Linked DNA regions of Sus scrofa: region 2 is linked to region 1. A link is a contact called in public HiChIP or PLAC-seq data. All regions are on one chromosome and are shown on one strand. The core of a region is the stretch at or near the end of the contact, and the rest is flanking DNA. Distances in the headings are between cores, read along the strand shown. Region 1 overlaps KAT6B (histone acetyltransferase KAT6B). Region 2 overlaps KAT6B (histone acetyltransferase KAT6B).

Region 1 (5,608 bases), core at 1,234-3,733:
ATATCTCTGTCAGAGTATGCATGGGAACAACCTCTGTGGGGCAGGTGGCAAAATTTGGCCATAGTTGCAAAATTTTATATGCATGTCTTTTTTGTGGCGGGGGGTGGGAGATTGATGGTTATGAAGTCATAGAGCATTTTTTTTCCTTTCATTTTTTTAAGTTTTATGGAAGGAGAGTTGATTTACAATGTTGTGATTATATGCACATCCTCTGACTCAACAATTCCAGTGCTAGGCACTTATCCTGCAGACATGTAAAATTTGCAAAACATCGCACTCAGTGAAAAAAAAAAAAAAAACAAAACAGTATAAAACAGTGCATATCACATGCTCTCAATTGAGTTTATATCTAAAACCATGTGCCTATACCCTAACTTTCTCAGCCTTCCCCCCCTAATGCTGGGGGCATTGTTTCTATGCTTTTAGGACTGTAAGTAATGCTGGATAGATATCTTTTGTGCATGATCTTTGCCTGAATCTCAGATTATTTCTTTGGGACAGTCCAGATTACCAGCTCAAAGAGAATTTATGATAACCACGACAGCTCCCATCACCATTTGTTTAGCAACCTGTTTTTCCTCCCTTCATCCTCACAACAGCCCTCTGAGGGCCCATTTTCTTTGTACTTGAGGGAAGGGCCTTAAAGGACTTGTCCTGGGGCACACAGCTGGAATGGTGAGGATCAGGACTCACATTTGCTTGGCTCCCAAGCCCCTGCTTTATTAGAGTTCACTCATCTGTGTGGGGCATTTTTAAGGCTCCTGATACATGTTGCCACTTTACTTTCCAGAAACCTCATATCAATTTACATTCCCACAGAAAGTGCCAAACTTGCCACACCCAGGCCAGTGTGGGGGATTCTATATTTTCATTTTGCTAATACAGAAGAGAAAAAAAATCGGGTCGCACACATCTTCAATATATAGATCTGAACATTTTTCATATGTTTATTAACTATTTATACTTTCCCTCATGTAAGTATTTGTGTTGGATTATGTATGCTTTGAAATATATCAAACTTTCTTTAAAATGTTTCATGTCAATTCTCACCTAGTCTCAGTCAAAACGCTGGCTCATGTGGGCAAAAGCAGCAGGGGAAGCAACCAGATGGGTTATTCTGGCTCCTGTGTCTTTGGCTTTACACCGGAGATCCAAGTCCAGGAGTTATTTGGGACGCCTGTGGGAGAAACCACCTTCAGATTGAGAAAGGTGGTAGCAAGAGCTGGATGTGATGCTTAAACAAAACCCATACTGTACCACCTATGTATTAATTGCTTTCTGCTAGACCAGCAAATATCTGAGGTTGTCCTTGCTGGAATGGCCCTTTCCTTCTGCACTATAGTTGATATCAGGCTGGTGATGGCCACTCTAGCTGGGGACCCCCTTCCCTGCCCCCCAAATGTGCCAATAAGCAGGCACATTTTCAGCACAGAGCAGAGCTTGTCCAGAAGGGAGCCTGTCATGACTCAGGGCATTAAGGGTTGTCACTGCTTTGGCTCTGGTTACTGCTGTGGTGTAGGTTCCATCCTTGACCTGGGAACTTCCTCATGCCTAGGGAGCAGCCAAAACGGGGGAAAAAAAGAAAAGAAAGGAGCCTGTCAGTTTCTAGAACCTTTGCCTGATTGCCCTGCCTCCTTCTGTGCAGGCCGCTGAGGTCATGACCCTCCGAGGCGCAGAGGCCACACCAGGCCCAAGCCTGGCCCTGCCGGCCCTGCCCAGGGAGGTGGCGCGCTCCAGGAGGCTGGCGGGTTGGGAACAGAGGCCAAGGCAGCTGGCACAGAGAGGGCGCCCGGGAGGCTCCTGCCAAAGCTCGGTTTTGTGAGCCTGACAGCGGCCCTTCGGCAAGGTGAATTCTTTCAGAAAGGGACTTATTCACACGCTACCAAGATATCCGCGATCTACTGAATTCACGCAAAAATTAAAACAGCTGCCGGGCTGACTTAGCAACTTGCAGACACGCAGCTGATACGCCTTTGCGCGGAAAAGGCCCCACCCGCCCCAGCCGCAAGGGGGTCTGGAGGGAGTTGTTCTGTAGCCTGCGGCTCAGGGCCTGATCGTGACAGCTGAGTGACTTCGCTGGCGAGGTGGGCTGCGGAGTGACCAAGGCCACAGCATTGTTGGTGGCAGGGACGCCAAAGGCTGGAGGGAAGGGCGCGGCTGGTGAGGCTTTGTGCCCAGAACCCACTGCCCCAGCAGCTGCCTGCGGGAAACTCTGTGTCCTCCGTTGCGCCTTCGCTCCTTCCTCCTCTCTCTTGTCGGAATTAAGGGAGGCTTTGGCCAGCCCCAAATTGGTTATTCCAGTGTCCTCACAGCCTGGAAGCCTTTGGGCCTCTGACCTGAGACAATGGTTTACTTCCGTCACTCCCAGCAATACCTTCTCCTTCGCTAGGACTCTTTCATTCTGCCCCAGAGGCCACTTGGCCTTTCTGGCCTCCTGCCTTGGTGTCTTCCCATCCTTGGCGGAGCCAGCCTCCTCTCTGGCCAAGAGCCACCGGCTTCCGTGCCTGGTGAGGCCGTGTGTGCCTCAAGTTTGCTTCTGGTCCACAGGCACCAGGGGGGCAGCGTGGGGAGAGCAGGTTGCTCAGTGCCTGCTTGGATCCCCCTTCCCCCCACCCCCACCCCACCCCTGCCCCCCGCAACAGCTCCTCCAGGGCCACCCTTGAGGAGCAGTGACTGCAGGCCTGGACTTGAGTTCAGACTTAATTGAGGGGTAAGAAGAGGGAATTCTGACCCCCTGCCAAGCTCTCAAGGCCACAGTTTCCTTGTCTGTAAAATGGGGGATAATAGCAGTATTTAAAAGGGATTTTTGTGAGCATCAAATGAGCCAATTCAGGGAAATCACTTAGCACTGTAAGTACTCCGTAAGTGGTAGCTATTATTAATAATATTGTTACACCAAGCACTCAAAAGCCATGCTCAGCCAACATGCTCCCTCAGTCCACTTCAACATCCTGCGTTCCCACACTGTTTATCCTGAGAGGTTTTGAGTGGAGCCACAGAATTACACAACTTCATGCTCTACATGAGTCCCCCTATTCCTTTAATTGACAGGAACAAAATGCACTTCTCCTAGCTGCCTTGCAAATCAGCTCCTAGGTCATTTGTCATTTCTTAGAGCTCTAAGACTAGGCTGAGAAACTGCAAAAAAGGGCACTGAGTGGACTAGGGCAGAATTTCTTCATCCTAAGAAGCAGCCATTTTCTCAAGAAACATCCATATTTTGAAAAACTCAACTTACAGTGGTGACAGAGTTTAATTATTTGGAAGCCAACAAAAGCAGGGTGAAGTATGAAGGTGATTCCAATTTGCTTTTTCTACTGTGTTCAGAAACACCATAGATTGTAATCTGAGAATAACACTACCATCCCAGGATTTCTCAGCTTAATTCACATGGAGGGGGGAATGGATTCACTTTTTAATTCTTTCCATCTCATCAACAGTTTTGCTAACGTATTCTGGGGAAGGTCCAAAATAACATAATATATCTGATATGTCCACCACAATCATGGCCAATGGACAGTCAGTCAGCTTGGAAAAAAGGATAACTAGTGAGGAGGGGTGCTTTTACCTCAATGACACAGCTACTGAGATTTTTAAAAGGTATTGCATTTAGGGAATTATTATTATTATTATTATTATTGTCCTTTTAGGGCTGCACCTGTGGCAAATGGAAGTTCCCAGGCCAGGGATCGAACCAGAGCTACAGCCTACGCCACAGCCACAGCAACGCTGGATTCGAACAAAGTCTGTGACCTACATACCGCAGCTCACAGCAACAGTTGATCCTTAACCCACTGAGCTGGACTGGGGATCGAACCTGCATCCCCATGGATACCATCGGGTTCGTTACTGCTGAGCCACAACAGGAACTCCGCATTTAGGGAATTATTAATTTAGGTTCTGCTACACTACTACCTGCTGTAGTAGAAAAACTTCAACACACATCTCTTCGGCGTAACACACCAAAATTTATTTCTCCTGTTACATGTTAAAACCTATTGTGGGGTGAGGGAGTCTGCTCCATTCAGTCACTCAGGGGTCTAGGCTGATAGTGGCTCTGCCAATTTGTAGCTCCTCATCTGGAATACATGGCTTCTGAGATGCTTCAGCAGAGAAAGAGTGGAACAGAGAACGACCACTCTCGTTCTTAACTTCCTTGATGCAGAAGTAATACATAGCACTTCTACTCATCGTCCATTAGCTGAAACTAGCCACATGATCTAACCTAACTGACTGGGAGGCTATGAAATGTTGGGGAGCACATGGAATATTTGGTGAACACTAATCTCTCTGCCATAGGTTGAGATGCTACAAACTACAAGTAAACTTGGAATTGTTATTTCCAGTCACCAGCTATGATTGAGGAAACACAATCAGAAGCCATTATAGACTATTAACTAAAGGTTATTATTTGATATGTGGCACTGCAATTGAAAGAAAACGGAAAATATCAGCCCTAGCTAGTAGATAATGCCAAGTGACATCAGCCACTGAAGTGAGCCAATGGAGCAGAACAATAGGTTACAAACTCCAGAAGTAGGTAGCTAAAGCAGTTATGAGAGTAGAGGGGAGCTCCTCAAAGTATGGTATTCTTTTTTGTTTGTTTGTTTGTTTGTATGCTTCTATATCCAAAGCATATGGAAGTTCCCAGGCTAGGGGTCAAATTAGAGCTGCAGCTGCCCACCTACGTCACAGCCACAGCAACACAGGATCCAAGCCACATCAGGGACCTACACCACAGCTCACAGCAATTCCAGGTCCTTAATCCACCGAGTGAGGCCAGGGATCCAACCCACATCGTCATGGATACTAGTCAGGTTCCTTACCCCTGAGCCACAACAGGAACTCCAAAGTATGGTATTTTTGATCTTAGAAAGAGAGAAACTGAGATGATTTCAAGCCTGTGGGTATATATACATTTGGTTTTCTCTGGTGTGTGTGTGTGTGTGTGTGTGTGTGTGTGTGTGTGTGTGTGACTAAATATATCCATTGGTCAAATGCTGAAGTGTTAAATGTTTAAAGACACTCCCCAACAAACATACATAGCTTAGAAAAAGTGGTTTTAAGATTCGCAGACTTAAGAGAACAAACTTGTGGTTGCCAAGGGGGAGGGGGTTGGGGGAGGGAAGCAGTAGGAGGTTGGGGTCAGCAGAGGTAAGCTATTATATATAGAAAGGATGAACAACAAGGTCCTACTGTATAGCACAGGGAAATATATTCAGTATCCTATGATGAACCATAATGGAAAAGAGTATTTCAAGAAAGAACATATAACTGAGTCATTTAGTTGTTCAGCAGAAATTAACACAACATTGTAAATCAACTATACTTCAATTTTTAAAAAAGTAGTTTTAGATTAGGTACAGGAAGTACAGTTTTACAGTGGTTGGGGAATATGTTTATCCATCCTTCATATATTTAATGCCTCATGTGTAAGACACTAAATAAGAAATATTTGAGCTTATGAGGTTTACAGTCTATTTATGAATTTTATAAGATAGGCTTTAGGTAAGCAGATAGATAACATATCCTTAACCTTTTATTTTACTTAACATCATTTATTAATGCCATGTGCAAGGCAATTCCGGGAATATAAAGATGAACCCAG
Region 2 (5,608 bases), core at 2,086-4,585, 150 kb after region 1:
AAAATGTTTTGTTGGTTTTGTATACAGCACACATGCGTGCGCACACACACACACACACACACACACACGTATATTTTTAAGACCTCTCTTGACCACGTTATAGAAGAGCTGGTGCAATATTTTTAAAATTTTGAATTTGAGTCCATTGGTGCCCCAGTTTGCCTTGATCTCACTACTACCTATCATCTTACATTCCAGCTTGCTTCGATCACATTATTATACCTGGGTGGTTCCTGAACATAATTGATTTTGCAAACCCATGGATTAAAAAAACATAACTTCCTTAACCAGTCCCTTGTGGTGGATCTTACAAATGTTTCCAATTTTTTCCATCCACAATCATTGCCTTAAGATAAATTCCTTGGGGAAGACTTGCTAGATCAAAGGCTATGTACATGAAAGGTCATACTGGTTTTCAGACCAACCACCAGTGTGTGAGAATACCTCTTTCCCTGTATCATGACCAATACTCACCATTGCTGTATTTCATGGAGTCTATACTTTAAAAAAAAAAAATTTAACATCTTTGGAATCAGATGTATTTTATAGTCAGTAATACCTTAGATTCAATGTAATACAGTGTTATTATTTAAAAATTTTACCAATTAGATAATAGGAAAAAGGGGTCTGATAATTTTTTTTTCTTTAAATAGTGAGATTGAACATTTTTTGTGTTTGGTTATTGGCTGTTTGTGTATCTTCTTGTAAAGTACCTGTTTTTATCCATTAATCATTTTTCTATTGGCGTTTTCACCTTTTTCTTGCTGATTTGCAGAAGCTCTTTATATTTTTATGCAGTCAAACCCATGAATCTTTTTCTTTATGGCTTCAGTCTTAAATGTCGGTCTTGCTTAGATTATTTAAATATCCATGTATATTTCCTGGTGCTTGCAACATTTGATTTTGTCATATAATATTCATCTGCCTAGAATTTGTGTTTGTAAAGGATAGGAAATAATTATTTTCCTTCCAGATAGAGAGCTATTTGTTTTGTCACCACTTAACTGAATCGTTTCATCTTTTCCCTGCTGATTTGGAAAATGACCTTTATGATATGCTAAACTTTTCAGTTTTTCTGGCCCTCAGTTCTTATCCATTGACCTGCTTACCTATACCAGGTATATTGCTTTAATTATTGTAGCTCTGCAGTACTTAAAACTTTTGTTTTAATTTTTAAAAACTATAATTAAAATTTTTTAGTGTAGAAAATTTTCAAAAAGAGATGATAAAACAAACAATTTTTTCCTATAAATTCCAAAAATTGATTGACTTGAAAATGTGTCCCTCAAATCAAAAGATACATATTATCTAACAGGTTGGGTTTTCACATATGTTTATGTGGCAGAGGGAGGCTTGGTGACCTGTTGGGAAAAGCCTTATTAGAAGAGGTCTGAAATAGGGCCAGCCCTCTGCTCTTACCACATTGACCCTGGGGAAAATGACCTGTAATGACAGTTTCCTGAGGAGAATGACAAAAGGGAATGATCCACTTTCTGGAGTAAAGTTCTGCATACAAGCATCCTTGGGCAGCTTGTTACAGCTGCAGTTTATATTTCATCTCTCTCCTAAAATGAAACATTAAAATATTTTTCTCATATATATATTAATTCAGGGATGTGGATTTGCCAAGTCTGCAGACCAAAGAAAAAGGGAAGAAAACTACTTCATGAGAAAGCTGCACAAATAAAACGACGATATGCAAAACCCATTGGACGACCGAAAAATAAATTAAAGCAACGATTGTTGTAGGTTGAGATCTTATCAAAAGAAATCTTTTATGTTGTGCTTTAAGATATAGTTGATTGTAACCCCCTTAGATTCCATTAACTTTTACCATCATTTTTAAAAACTCAGGGATGAGGAATATTTCTATTTTTGCATAAGCTATGGAAATTTTTTGGAAAATAATATTTTTAATTACAGTTGGCATTTTGGGTCTTCTGTTGGCAGTATCTGTGATGCTAAGTGATGTTTTTCAAGCACAGGATAGAAGCAGAGTGTAAGAATTGGAAATAATCGTTCTGCCTCCTTTATTACTGGCTGAGCATTTGAAGAGCTTAATTATATAAATATTTTTGTGGGCATTTTGAAAACAAGAGAGGGATTTGTTTCACATCTAGAGTGAATCTCTGTAGTTGCCCCAGATAACATTTTAGAAAAAGACTTCTCTTTTCTGGTGCTAATTCAATATTACAACTTTTAAAGATCCCTTTTATGAAATAAGAGCTTCTGAGATAACTGAGAATGACTGTCCTACTGTTCGCCTCCAAAGAGTTAGACAAGACCATTTGGTGTGTGCACATGTGTGTAGACATACAGACAAAATAGTATATTTGCAGTAGCCTGCAGTTCTGCTATAAGAGCCCCATTTCCATCAGCCTGTTGCCATTGGGATGACATAAAAGCCAAGAAGAACATTTAGCAGGAGTTACTTGGAGAGGTAGAGAAAAGATAAGAGGCAAAATGGTTGTAGTTTTTTTTCGCCTGAATGGAGTGTAGATTTGACTGTCAGCATTGGGTAAGGTGTTTACAAATGAAGTCAGTAGACTTGCATATCTGAAGCAGTTCTATCAATTAGACCGTTGCTCTTCTCTTCAGGCTTCTTGAAAGGGTCATTGTGATGTAGAAACGATAGGTACTCTGCACACCCAGTGAACACACCCCAGGTGTCTCATTCTCTTGCTTATTAATCTCCCACCCCCCATTTTAGCAGAAGCAATTCACTGTATTACCTCCTCTCAGAAAAACAGTCTCTTTCTGCACCTTTATCTCCTACAGGAAAAATAGAAAATGCACAGTCCTTCCTAGAGTGTTCTGTGAAACTTTATGAAAACCTTTAAACTGGTAGACATTTTACTTTGGGATTTGTGTTAATTTCTAGAAGCAAACGTTAAACATATTCGTGAATAAAATCTATCATATTAGCATCATTTGAAGTAGAAATTATATGTTTTTGCATTCATCCGGTGTAAGCATTGTTCTCAAAATGGGACCGTATCCTCAGGGCCCAATTAAAAAAACCAAATTAGAATATAAACTTTCTAAACAAAGGACACAGCTGAAAATTGCATCTGGCACCAATCCTAACTTTTTGTTTGTCCAAAATTGTCCTTTTGAGCTTAGGAATTTTTAAGACAGTCTAGGGAGTTTTCCTTTTTACATGCTTTATAAGCATATTATCCTTTCTGGGCAATCGATTCCAGATAGAGTCCAAATGTAGCATTCTGATGCAGAAACATTCTAGCCTGGATGAGTTGTTTATTAGTAACTCTCACTGTGACACTAGAGATCTCCAGCTCGAACCTGATTTGGCTGAATCGGTGGCGTTGGGCAAAGCTCCTGGCAGTTGAGCTGCTTCTGATGAGCCTAGTAGCTTGCTCCATTGGTCTGCACCAGCCTCCCCTTCAGCTGACTGCCGAAACTGTTCATTAAATCTCTGTGTACAGGAAGACCGCTGAACTATGCTCTTCTATTTGTATTACTTAAGATATTTTTATGATTCATAGATCATATCATTTTCAGGCTTCCATTTCTTCATTACTACCCCTCAGCTCAATTGATAATTTTTGAGGCCCATCCTTGGGCCCCAGCACTGCCATAATTCACATGCAAATGTTTGTATTGTATAAAATTCTGCTGCAAAACGGGTAGCTTTCCAAGGCCTAGCCTGAGGTGAAGGCAGGCAGCTGCTGATCCTGTAAGCAGCTGTGCTAGCGGAGTGACCTCCAGTCTCCATTGACCACACAGCTGTATGGGCAGAACCGGCATCAAATGAACTGAAATAGCAGTCAGAACAGTGTATAAAGATTCTGATGCCAAGTGTCTGATAATGACCATGGTAAATGTGCCGCTTCTTCACCAGATTTTCCATGTCATGTCTGACCTGCTGTAGCTTTTCTTTAATCATTTCTTCAGTTTTTTGCTATTGTTGTCCTTTTTTCAGCAATATTTTATGCTGTAATTAGTTGTCTCCTCTACTTAGAGAGTATTATTGGTTATCTTATCATCCTAAGCATAAACTGCTAAGAAGAAGAAGAGGGTATCTTTTAATTTTTTTTTTCTTAAAAGTACTAATTTATAGATATAACCAAATTCAATTTATATAAATTTTCCATTTGAGTTAAAATTGCTTCCAACTAGAGATTAGATAAGCTTATTCCTTAGCTTCTAGAGACTACTTATGACTTATTTCCATTAATACTTTAAAAAAGACATTTCAGGAAATCATAATTATGTGTGGCGACGCAAGGGGGTAACAGTTTTATTTCATTATAATGAAAGCATTGGGTGATCTTTTAGTGCTCTCAAAATTTTTCTCACTCGTATTGCCCTTGGGTCCACATGATTCTTCCAGTACCTGTTGGATGGGCCCTAGGAGAGTCATGACATGTCAGCGTAGTTGCTGCAGCCTGTTTCAGCAGTGAAACATCTAGGTGGAGGCACACACACACCAATAGGACTTAGGGTTGCAGTTCAGTTTTCTTAACTTGAAGCACATTTGAATGCATCTAGTTGCTATAAATTTGTTTTCGATACCTTTATCATTCTCTTATTAAATGCTGATACTATTCTCTAAATTTTTGCCTAGGTCTGTAACCAGTGATGAAGGATCCATGAATGCATTCACAGGAAGGGGGTCACCTGGTAGGGGTCAAAAGACTAAAGTCTGTACCACACCTTCATCTGGTCATGCTGCATCTGGGAAGGACTCAAGCAGCAGATTGGCTGTTACAGACCCCACTCGGCCTGGTGCCACCACCAAAATCACCACCACCTCCACCTACATTTCTGCCTCTACACTTAAAGTTAACAAGAAAACCAAAGGGCTCATTGATGGCCTTACTAAGTTTTTTACACCATCACCTGATGGTCGCAGATCACGAGGTGAAATAATAGACTTTTCAAAGCACTATCGTCCAAGGAAAAAGGTCTCTCAGAAACAGTCATGCACTTCTCATGTGTTGGCTCCAGGTACCACACAAAAGCTAAAACCTCCACCTTCTTCACTCCCACCCCCAACCCCCATGTCTGGTCAGAGCCCCAGTTCACAAAAGTCCAGCACTTCTGCTTCTTCTACCTCTCCCCAGAGTTCTTCCAGCCAGTCCAGTGTGCCCTCCTTTAGCAGTCTTACTAATAACAGCCAGCTGAAGGCACTCTTTGACGGACTCTCTCATATCTATACCACTCAGGGACAGTCTCGCAAAAAGGGACACCCAAGTTATGCACCACCTAAACGTATGCGTCGTAAAACCGAGTTCTCTTCCACGGCAAAATCTAAAGCCCATTTCTTTGGAAAGAGAGATATTAGAAGTAGGTTTATTTCTCACTCCTCCTCCTCTAGCTGGGGGATGGCTAGAGGACGTATTTTTAAAGCAATTGCTCACTTCAAGCGAACAACTTTCCTTAAAAAGCACAGGATGCTAGGCAGATTAAAATATAAAGTGACCCCTCAGATGGGGACCCCCTCACCAGGGAAGGGGAGCTTGACAGACGGAAGGATTAAACCTGATCAGGATGATGGTAAGCAAAAGGTCACAGCTCCAACCAAACCTGCGTCCCGTCCCTTTCCCCCCAACCCCCCCGAGAAAAATCAATCAATTCCTATTTG

The links. HiChIP or PLAC-seq counts read pairs in DNA pulled down with a chosen protein or histone mark.
Region 2: a contact with region 1 is called in an H3K27ac HiChIP or PLAC-seq map of skeletal muscle. The contact joins two enhancer-like sites. A contact is called at or near these places in 1 of 47 Hi-C or Micro-C datasets (embryonic fibroblasts) and 1 of 2 datasets of contacts at active chromatin or transcription factors (skeletal muscle).

The regions. Positions count from the first base shown.
Region 1 is chr14:77,391,603-77,397,210 of Sscrofa11.1, forward strand. The region is part of intron 1 of KAT6B (histone acetyltransferase KAT6B); the gene reads left to right. Among named protein-coding and RNA genes, the nearest start is that of KAT6B, 3.6 kb to the left of the region's middle. Within about 2 kb of position 2,484, at least 3 of the 83 cell types and tissues checked have an H3K27ac peak or open chromatin away from gene starts, as enhancers often do. A contact at or near this core is called in skeletal muscle, where this site is marked.
Region 2 is chr14:77,541,931-77,547,538 of Sscrofa11.1, forward strand. KAT6B (histone acetyltransferase KAT6B) reads left to right here. Exons shown (of 18, transcript XM_021072870.1): 7 at 1,613-1,745; 8 at 4,589-4,644. Among named protein-coding and RNA genes, the nearest start is that of DUPD1, 98 kb to the right of the region's middle. Within about 2 kb of position 3,336, at least 8 of the 83 cell types and tissues checked have an H3K27ac peak or open chromatin away from gene starts, as enhancers often do. A contact at or near this core is called in skeletal muscle, where this site is marked.